Regions from separate parts of the Zea mays genome. Here regions 2 and 3 are each linked to region 1. A link is a contact called in public Hi-C data. All regions are on one chromosome and are shown on one strand. The core of a region is the stretch at or near the end of the contact, and the rest is flanking DNA. Distances in the headings are between cores, read along the strand shown. Region 1 holds the start of LOC103633215 (rab3 GTPase-activating protein catalytic subunit). Region 2 holds the start of LOC100272356 (DNA-binding bromodomain-containing protein). Region 3 holds the start of LOC103633219 (DNA repair protein RAD16).

Region 1 (3,237 bases), core at 470-2,969:
TACCTCATATCACTCATTGACTTGAAACTTTTCCCATTTCTACAAGAGCACGACATGATTTGTACATTTCATATACAAAATATTAAAAATTGCCAAAATGAATCCACTCATATAAATAGGAAGTTTATATGACATGTGAATCTCCAAATGATGCAACTTTGCTTGCAGAACTGAATGTACTCTTACCCTTAAAAAAATGGACAAATGGTATTATTGTAGGAATGAAAAAAAATGATAATTTAGCTTGTTTTAAACAGTTCCATATATTTTGAATATTATGCTGGATGAGGTGCACTGCAATGCTTGCTAAGGAACATGAACTTACTCAATGGCAGACACCAGTTGTTTAACTATTGAAGCTGGAGGAAAGGTCAGTTTTGTTGAACAGGTTGATTCAGTTGGTATGCTTGAGGAATCCTCGTTCTCTGGGGGGCTTATTTCTAGGACCTGGGACCACGAAGTTTTGAGTAGCATACGTGAAGATCCAGCTGATTAAATAGCCAATTGTGCTTATAACAAGAAATGAAATGAAATAGAGAATTTAAGCATCCAACAAAGAGGCCTTTTGTGTACTTAACAAAAAAAAGGGGGTTTCGATACTAACTGCAGAATTATGAATATTGTCCCTAACAGCTCCCGCAAACTCAATATCCAGTCCAATCCACCAGAACCGAATGCTCCATTTGGCTGTGTTTAACACACCCAACTGCCCCAGTTCGTCATAAAAAAATTGCTCAGGGGAGGCTCAGCACACACAGCCATATGCTTCCATGGAATCTACACCCTGGAGCATTGACAAAGCCCAACAAAGAAGTGACAGGGTAACTACTACTAACTGAAAGGCCTTGATTTTCTAACAAGCCTCCGCAAAGCTTGAATCCAGAGCTTCACGATTCTGCTGAGCCACACTGTGAGAACAGAGAAGCACACAAGCCAATAGCAGTTCAACTGCCTGGAACAGCAACCACTTCCACCACAAGTCGACATCAATTCACCAATCTCTCCGTCACAATCAGCTCAACTGCTCGGATTCAGCACCATTACCACCAACCCGCGCGAGCACCGGACTGAATGGAGCAGCACCCAGTTGGAGGAGTAGAACGACAAGAACCCCGTACCTCATCACGCGGCGACGGCGGCTTCACGTCCGGCTCCCGCCCCGTGGCGCTCGCTTCGGCGGCCTCCCGATCCAGAGACGTCCTCGGCGACGGCGCCCGGCTACGCCCGCCGGATCCTTCGGCATCTGCGCCCCCACCCACCACAACCGATCCCACCCCATCCCCCGCCCGGGAGCTCATCAGATTCGGAAGCGAGAGCGAACAGCGAGCGCGAGGACCCCGCGCCGACGGCACACGTACCTCGGAGGTCGGCCTTGATGTCGGTGAGCACGCGGGCGGCGGCGGAGTGGATCGCGGTGCGCGCGCGGGACACCAGCGACTGCGGCGGCTGCATGGTGTGGCCTACCTGGCAGTGACCCGGGGCCGCGCAGGAGGTGGGAACATGCGGAGGAAGGGGAGCCGGAGCACGGGGGACTGGAAGAAGGGAGCCTTGTATTTTGATTTTAAAAAACGGGATTTGGTAGTGGCAGCGGTGGAAATTCAGGGGCACGTCCGATCCGGTCGTGCTCGGCCGTTGGATGGCTGGGCTGTGATGGGGCGGCGGTGGTGGTGGCATCGTGGACATGGGCATGGCTTGTGTGAGTTTTTTGAGCTGTTTTTCTACCGTGTCCTTGCTTGATCTGGTATATTTATAGGGCACTATCACTTTGAAGGGGTCAGCAGCTGATGATGGCGATGTATCTGGCACGAGGGAAGTTTCATGGTGTATGAATTACGAAGACGTCAAAGACGCATCGGGATCTCAGGCCGTATACTACACACACACTATGCAACCAAAAAAGACGTGGTTTGTCTTTCGTTGATGGATATACTCGTGTTTAGAAAGTACGCCATTTGTCTTTTGTAACTTGGCTACACATGCTTGTAGAAGAAAATGGCATAGCTTTCCGTGGTGTGTGTGTGTGTGTGTTTGTTTACGGAGCCGTTGAGATCACAGCGTCGCTTTCGCGCTGCAATCACGATGCCATTTGAACATTTCTCTGCTCATGTAAAATTCCTCGGTTTCGTGTCACGCGAGCACGTACAAGCTTTCTTCACTGCTCAGGACTCCATCTGGGACCTCTTCCCGGCTGATCATCTGCTACACCCTTTTTAGTCAAGGTACGACAATAATCACCGACAGAACCGTGTGCGCGATAGACAGAGTCAATCAGCGACCAAATTTTAACGGCCGGGAATTCTGGAAGATTTCACCACGAACCGAGCAGTGAAGTTCCAGTCTCAGCGAAAGCGAATGGCTCAACTCGAACCCGCACATATTGTGTTGGTAATTTTTCGAAACTCCTCCCAAAATCTTTCCATCTCTTCGGACTAGTTTGGGAGCGCGAAGACTGGAGAGAATTAGAAGAGCTAAAATATTTTTTATTTAAAATTAAATATAAAGGTAACCACTCTTGTATAAGCATGTGACAGCAGTGAGAACATGTAATTGAAGTCGGACATGATCCAACCATGTGATACTTTAATAAGGAGATCTGAGCAGTGTAGCAAAGTGTCACACGACTCTACCTCCATTATAAAAGCTTGGCAGATGGTAATAATGTTTGTTAAAATTATGATTTTACAACTGCACTTTATAATTATCACGGTAGTATCATAGTTTAGCCAACTAAAAAAATACTAGCTACTATTTGAGTATAACATTATACCATAGTATTTATGTAAAAGCTAGCCATATTATAAAAACTTTATATTGCCTCAGAAAAATAAAAACTTCATAATGAAATGAAGTTTTCAATACTCTAAAAACACCATGTTATGCAAAATACTATAATTAAAATCAATGCAAACCATACACCTTATGACACAAAATATTATGGTGTTCCTATAAATCATAGTATCACCTAGAAACTATAATCATAATTTACTTCCAAATAGGTTCCAACAAGTGAGAACAATTATGTTGCAGAAAAATAAACAGAAGGGATCATATCAAACCAAGGACAGATGTAGACATAGTTCAGCACTAATAGCAGTATTTATGCGGCCTAATTAATCTGAGATAGCTAGGCTTTTCCCTTTTGTAACTCAATTTTTTATTGTAGTCTTTTTAATACAATTTCACGTTGCACTCTTGATGGAACTAAAAGAATCCTAGATGTCATCACTGTGATCTAAG
Region 2 (3,237 bases), core at 306-2,805, 240 kb before region 1:
TCGACGAGCGGGCGGGAGGAGGGCGCGGCGGCGCGGCGCGGGCGGAGCGAGCGGCGGGGCGGCGGCGACGGCGAGTGTCCGCCGCGGTGGTGGTGGTGGTGGTGGAGTGCCAGCTGCGACGGGGCTGCGCCGCCCCTCCGGCGCGCGGGCTGGTGCTGGTGCCTCTCCGGCGACGGCGACGGCGATGGCGATAGCGACGGCGTCCGCGGCATGGCTGCCTGCCTGCCTGCCTGCTGCCGTCCGCGTCTTGGCCTCCTTGGGGTTTGGTTCGCCGCCCTTCTCTTTCTTGCTCGCCTTTCCACTTTTTTTCTCTTCCTTGCGGCTCCTTTTGTTTGTTTAGCAATTCTCTCGCTTGCGTCTCTGCGTGTCCATCTCTATCTCTCTCCTAGCTTCCACACACTCTCTCTTCCTATCCCTATCTCCCCTCTCTCGCCTTGCTTCCACACCAACCACTACGGCTACTTTTGCTGCTCTCTTCTTCCTCTCTCCTCCGGGAGGACGATGAGCTTGGTCCATGGAAGAGTGGAATTATTGCCGACTAGGTACAACAGAAATGAATTAGCGTATAACTACTGCCAGAGTTTGGTCGATGGAGTACTGACCGTCATCTTAAAGAGCAAAAGGTTTGATATAAAATATTATAAATACACTAGTTACATTAAATACTTAGACACATTTTTCTTGTGCTGCGTTCACGATAATATAGTGGATTTATAACATGCTTGAGCATTCCACGTAAACCACTCATATTTTACACTTGCAAAAACTTTTTTGGCCGTATAAATCTCCAATGTTCTCTTAAGCTTCTAGGTAAGGATCCGAACAGATTTAGCTAATAAAATATCTAATTATTTGTTGGACCTGTAGCTGTAGTAGATAACACCAAGCTCATCTCTCGCTGTGTATGAATTCAAACAAACACCGAGCTAAAAAAGACACTTCTTTCGCTGCGTATGAGTTCAAACAAACACCGAGCCAGCCGAGTCCGGTTCCTTCCATATATTTGAGTTGTCCGTTTGCCGCCAAAGAGGTCCGGGACGGGAGATCTGAAGGTGTATCTCAGGTTTTGGTGCATGGGCCAGGTCTACGTAGCGGCCAGACCGCGTTGCTTTCAGATTTTCTCTCTCCTCTTATTTTTTTCCCGCACCGCTCTCGATCTTCTCTGACAGCACGACAATTTCTGGTCCTTTTTATATTCGATATATAATAAATTCATGCCCGTCTTTCCCGGGGTCCAGTTTCTCCTTTCCCACATGGCCTGCTAGGGACACAAGCCTGCTTTGCACCAGGAAATATCGCGTGGTCTCCTTGCATTTTCTATTGCTTTTTTTTCTAATCTTTTCTTGACTAGCAATCACATAAAATGTCGGTATTCAGTGCCGAGCACAAAACTACAAAAGGCGCGGCAATTTTTATTATTTGTGCATATGTTCTGAGTAAAATAGATTGTAGGTCAAGATTTTTACTGGCAGGTGGCAGCGTATCTATTATATGGAGATTTTTTTTGTAATAATGAAATACAGTGGCAAAGCTAAGCGAATCAAGAGTAAGGTGCAAATACTCAAGGGTGCATAGTAATAAATTATAAATGGTGTATATATATTGAAAATTTGGTCGAAATTATTAGTTTTACAAAAATTCGTGAGTACATGACTACATGTGCATCCATGTCTCCTACCTGTTTTGCCCTGCTGAAATAACAACCCATGCACCACCACTGCTAAAACTGAAAAGATCCAACATTACACCTTAGTTAAGGATCTATTTAATGAAAATTTATTACAAATATAGATCATGGAAAAATAACTTTAGATTATAAGAAAGTTAAAATTTCTTTGGTTGATCAGCTGCGATCTTTTCTTAAAAAAGTATTGTCAGTCTTTCTCACTTGACAACACACCCTACTTGGAGTTGACAACCCTCTACGCTCAATACCTCTTACTTTCTTGTTTCTTGTAAACTGCTCTTAGGTGCAAAACATTAGCACCATGGATCTAAATAGGCTCTAAGCCATGACCCCGCAAACAAAATGTGTATATTTGTCAGCAAAGAAATAAAATCTGATGTAACAGTGGTATAGATGTCGCAAAGTGGTAGGTTTGGCGGTTGTGATTAATTAAGCGTGATCACTGTTTTAGAGTCATGCATTGCTTTTGGGCCACCCTTCTCAATTTTGGCTCTAGCAGATAGATGAGCTACATATAACTCTTCCCCTGAATAATTAGGTTGCGGTCAGTAGATGTATATAACCGTATAAAAATTGTGTTGCACTACTTTGTAGTGTAGATTGTATTTTTTTATAGAGTGAAATTTGAAATGAATAGTGGGATAATGATGGGGTAGCTTGGACTGGCGTACAGAATACTGCAAGTAGAAAATAGCTCTCGGCCCAGTTAGGAATTTCTGATAGCTGTAACTTGGTTTCTATTTAGGGGACGTTTGGGCGTCCATGTATGTATCCATAAATGTAAATATAGATTAGAGTGAAGATTAAATTTAAGGCCTTGTGTAGCTCTATTAGTCTTAGACTAAAGTTTAGTCTCTGGACTAAACTTTAGTCCATACCATATTTGGTTATAGAGACTGAACAGATTCTAAATACATTAAATGCAACACATAAAAAACCAAAATATCATTTTTTTTCCTTTCATGCTAGTTTTCTAGGCAAGGGCAATAATTAATACTATCATTTAGTCCCTTTTAACACCAATATGAGGGAGTAGAGACTAAAGTCAATTAGCTTCTACTAGGTTTTCTGTTTGATAAAATAGAGACTAAAGATTAGTTCCTCTAAACGAACGAAGCCTAAGGTTTTTTTAATTCGTTCCAAGACATACGAGTTGAAGCAGATACATAGACATCTAGACATATCTAATACAGCTGTAGTAGGCAAGTAGGGTGCGACCGTGCGAGAAACTGATAAGTAATAGTAACTCCGACACACGCGTGCTGCCGTTTTTCATTTGCTTTTGATTGGTTTTTGAATTCGAAGATAAGAAAAAAAAATCACGCTGGTCGTATCTGACCCCAGCAACAGTAACTATGACCGTAAAAATGTAAAACGTGCAGGTTGTTGGCTGCACTCTCTGACCGTTCTGGTATGCTCTACTAGTTAATTCACTCCCCTCCCCCCGGGTCACTTGAACAAACTGCAGCGCAAACGAAGCAGCAAACCCCAGGACATGCTTGGTGAATCGACTGACTGGTCAATCAGGGGATTCATCAGGATTTCACAGG
Region 3 (3,237 bases), core at 445-2,944, 130 kb before region 1:
ATAAATCAAAGAAACAGTTGAAACAATTGTTCCAGAATTCCGTTTGATTATTTGATCCTTCCATGGGTAGTTTTCCAATTGCAATGATATCAATTAAAAACATCAAAATGAAACATGAAAGGCACATAAATCACCTCATCCAGGATAACACGCTCCCACCGCACAGAATGCAGAGGAGATTGGCCCCTTAACTGTCTGCCCAGTTCATCAGCCAACTCTTGAAAATCCTTATTCACCTCATCACCCTTCTTATGAACCCTCCTCTTCTCCTTCACCTTTTCCTTGCTGCTGTCCCACTTCCTCTTGCTCTGCTGCTTAGCCTGAGCTTCTGTGCGTTTAGCATTAGGCCCACAGTGATACATCAAGTGCACCTTCATCTTGTTGGGGTAGAACAATTTATTGCAGTATTGGCACCGAGTCTTGGGCGGCATGATGTGCTTCCGGTAGTCCGCCTCAATGGTAGAGTAGGTGGTGATAACAAAGTCATAGCTGTTGAAATCGAAACTCTGAGTGACACGCTTGGCACCGTGGTAGATGAGCACGCGCACGCTGCCACTAGCAGTGTGGCGTTCGATCTCCTCAGTCCACTGGATGACGGCCACCACAGGGCAGACGACCAGCGTGCACCCGACCTGGGGCTTGGTGCGGCCCACCGAGGAGTTGGACGAGGAGGCGGCGGAGTGATGGTCCGGGGGCCGGAGGCGGCGCGCGGTTAGGACGAGCGAGATAGCCTGGATGGTCTTCCCCATCCCCATCTCGTCGGCGAGGATGCCGCCCCGCGTGACGGACGCCTCCTGCGCGAGCGCCCAAGCGAGCCACTCCTTCTGGAAACGCAGCAATCGGAGCACCACCTCCGGGGCCGGGTCCGCGGTCGGCACGGCCGCCACCGTGGCGTCCGTGGCCTCGACGCCCCCGTCGGCTGCGTTCCGCTCGTCGAGCCAACTGTCGTTTGCCACCTGCCACTCTTCCCATGGCAGGGGCGGCGCGTCCCTCCTCGCCTTCTTACCTCGCCTCCTCTTCTCCCTCCTGTTCCGCGCCTGATTCTTAATCCGGATCGGCACCGGCGGCGGCAGGGCCGCCTCGGGCACCGCGGGCGCGGGCGGGGTGTCCTTATCGGGCGCGAACTCCTCGTCGCTGTCGTCGTTCTCCACCGCGTCCCCGGAGTCGGCGACGAAATCGGTGTCGGAGGTGTCGTCAGAGGGGAGGTCGTCCTCATCCTCCTGGTCGCGGCGGCGCCGGCGGCCGCTACTGGATCCTGCAATGGAGGCGACGATGGTTAGGGTTCCCGCGGAAAATGCTAGGTTAGCGATGGGGGTTTCAGGTTAGGCGGCGATTCACTGGAGGAGGGGTTCCTGCCTCGGCGCGTCATGGCGGCGCGAAGGCGGTGGCGCGGGAGGAAAGGAGAAGCGGCCGAGTGGGTGGAGTGATTAGGACTGGGGATTGGAAGGGTGGTTTGGGGGATTTTGGGGCGGAGATTTGGTAGGATACTAGGTTTTGTCGCCCGCGGGAATTGGCGGGAACTTGCTGGGGAAGGAGCCCGCTTCCATTTGTGGGTTGTGGCTGGCCGGGTCAGCGGAGCGGGGAAGTGTGCTGCGGCCTGCGGAAGGAGGCCCCTGGCCCGGTCGGCAGAGGCGGCGCTTCCTGTTCGCTTGGTCGGGTGCACGCTGGTCGTCTGTCCTGTGGCTTGTGCGAACAGCCCTACTAGAGCCTCCAGTGGGCATGTTTGATTCAGTTTTAAAGGGTTTTTCTTCAGCCTTTTTCGGAAAGTTTTGATGATAACCTGTGAAGAAAAATAAGTATCATAGAGATTGTGTACAAAAGAAGATAAAAAAATATAGGGTTTTAGAATATAGAAAATGATGGTTTTCTATTACCGCAACCAGAGGCCGATCTAACGGTGGGACGAGCAGGCTCAAGCCCCTCCTTCCGTTTCGGATCCTAGAGAGCCCTACTAGAGCCTCTGGTGTGGAGCTGTAGTTGATAATATCAATTTAAATAGTTTTCAAAATGTTTTAAATCTAAATAATAAACAAGATGACTTATCTAAATGTTTTCTAAAGGCTTACGGCTCTAACTTCACAATTTTATGGAACACCTAATGACCTGCTACACCAAATTTTTTGGAGCTGGAGCTGTCCCAAACATGCCTAAAATATACGCAGTATAATATAGAAGAGGCTTATATACTGCAGCAGTTTAGTTTAGGGATGGCAATGGGTACGGGTATATGTAAATAACTGCGGATAATTATCCATTGGATATGGATATGGTGGAATTTGGTATCCACGGGTACGGTTATGGATATAATAAGGTATCCATGGATATTTTTTCGCGGGTATAGATATCCAGTATCCATACCCGTTACCCAATGGATGTCTGAAATTTGGGCAATCCGGATTTAATATATTATCCTTAATTCTCATTTTTCATTTTTTATCCATGACATGTTGTTTGGTGTTGAAATTATCATTTGGTGTGCTAGAATGATAACTGTTTTTGAAATGTGATAAAATTGTTGTTGATGTTGAATGCTAAAATTGTAGTGGGCGAGCGGGTAACGTGTATCCGCCGGATAACGGATACCCGACGGGTACGGGTATGGGTAGAGATCCATACCCCACTGTCGGCGTTTCGAGACCGGGGGGTCCCTAAGCCGACGAGTGAGTGTGCTGCGTGCCCCAGCCCAGATGGGTCGAGCGCGTGGGCGAGCGCGAAGGGGGGAGAGGCGAGGTGGTCGGAGACGGGCGTGAGAGAGGTGGAAGTCCCGCGACCTTCGTGTTCGTCCCGCGCCCAGGTCGGGTGCGCTTGCAGTAGGGGGGTTACAAGCGTCCACGCGGGTGAGGGAAGCGAGCGGCCCCAAGAGAGCGCCTGTCCCGTCCTCGGTCCCGCGCGGCCAACCTTCTCTGAGAAGGCCCTGGTCCTTCCTTTTATAGGTGTAAGGAAAGTATCCAGGTGTACAATGGGGGTGTACCAGAGTGCTACGTGTCTAGCGGAGGGAGAGCTAGCGCCCTAAGTACATGCCAATGTGGCAGCCGGAGAGATCTTGGCACCCTGCTGGTGTGATGTCGTGGCTGTCGGAGGAGCAATGGAGCTTGGCGGAGGGACAGCTGTCGGAGCGGTCGAGTCTTTGTTGACGTCCCCCTGCTTCCGTAAGGGAGCTGAGAGCCGCCGTCGTCACAGGGCACGCGGGGCGCCATCATTGCCTATCTGGCGGAGCTGGCCGGATGGGACACCGGT

Evidence for each region. Hi-C and Micro-C count contacts between places; a contact is called where the count stands out from the background.
Region 2: a contact with region 1 is called in a Hi-C map of leaf, with 3 times the contacts expected there. The contact joins the promoter of LOC100272356 here to the promoter of LOC103633215 in region 1. A contact is called at or near these places in 13 of 25 Hi-C or Micro-C datasets (ear, endosperm, leaf and 3 more).
Region 3: a contact with region 1 is called in a Hi-C map of tassel, with 4 times the contacts expected there. The contact joins the promoter of LOC103633219 here to the promoter of LOC103633215 in region 1. A contact is called at or near these places in 3 of 25 Hi-C or Micro-C datasets (ear, leaf and tassel).

Annotation. Positions count from the first base shown.
Region 1 is chr7:161,448,106-161,451,342 of Zm-B73-REFERENCE-NAM-5.0, reverse strand. It overlaps LOC103633215 (rab3 GTPase-activating protein catalytic subunit), which reads right to left and starts at 1,719. Exons shown (of 13, transcript XM_008654909.3): 1 at 1,359-1,719; 2 at 1,119-1,243; 3 at 326-447; 4 at 1-39. The coding sequence starts at 1,689.
Region 2 is chr7:161,690,969-161,694,205 of Zm-B73-REFERENCE-NAM-5.0, reverse strand. LOC100272356 (DNA-binding bromodomain-containing protein) reads right to left here and starts at 1,555. Exons shown (of 9, transcript XM_008652814.3): 1 at 1-1,555. The coding sequence starts at 212.
Region 3 is chr7:161,583,040-161,586,276 of Zm-B73-REFERENCE-NAM-5.0, reverse strand. LOC103633219 (DNA repair protein RAD16) reads right to left here and starts at 1,694. Exons shown (of 15, transcript XM_008654914.4): 1 at 1,357-1,694; 2 at 135-1,255. The coding sequence starts at 1,369.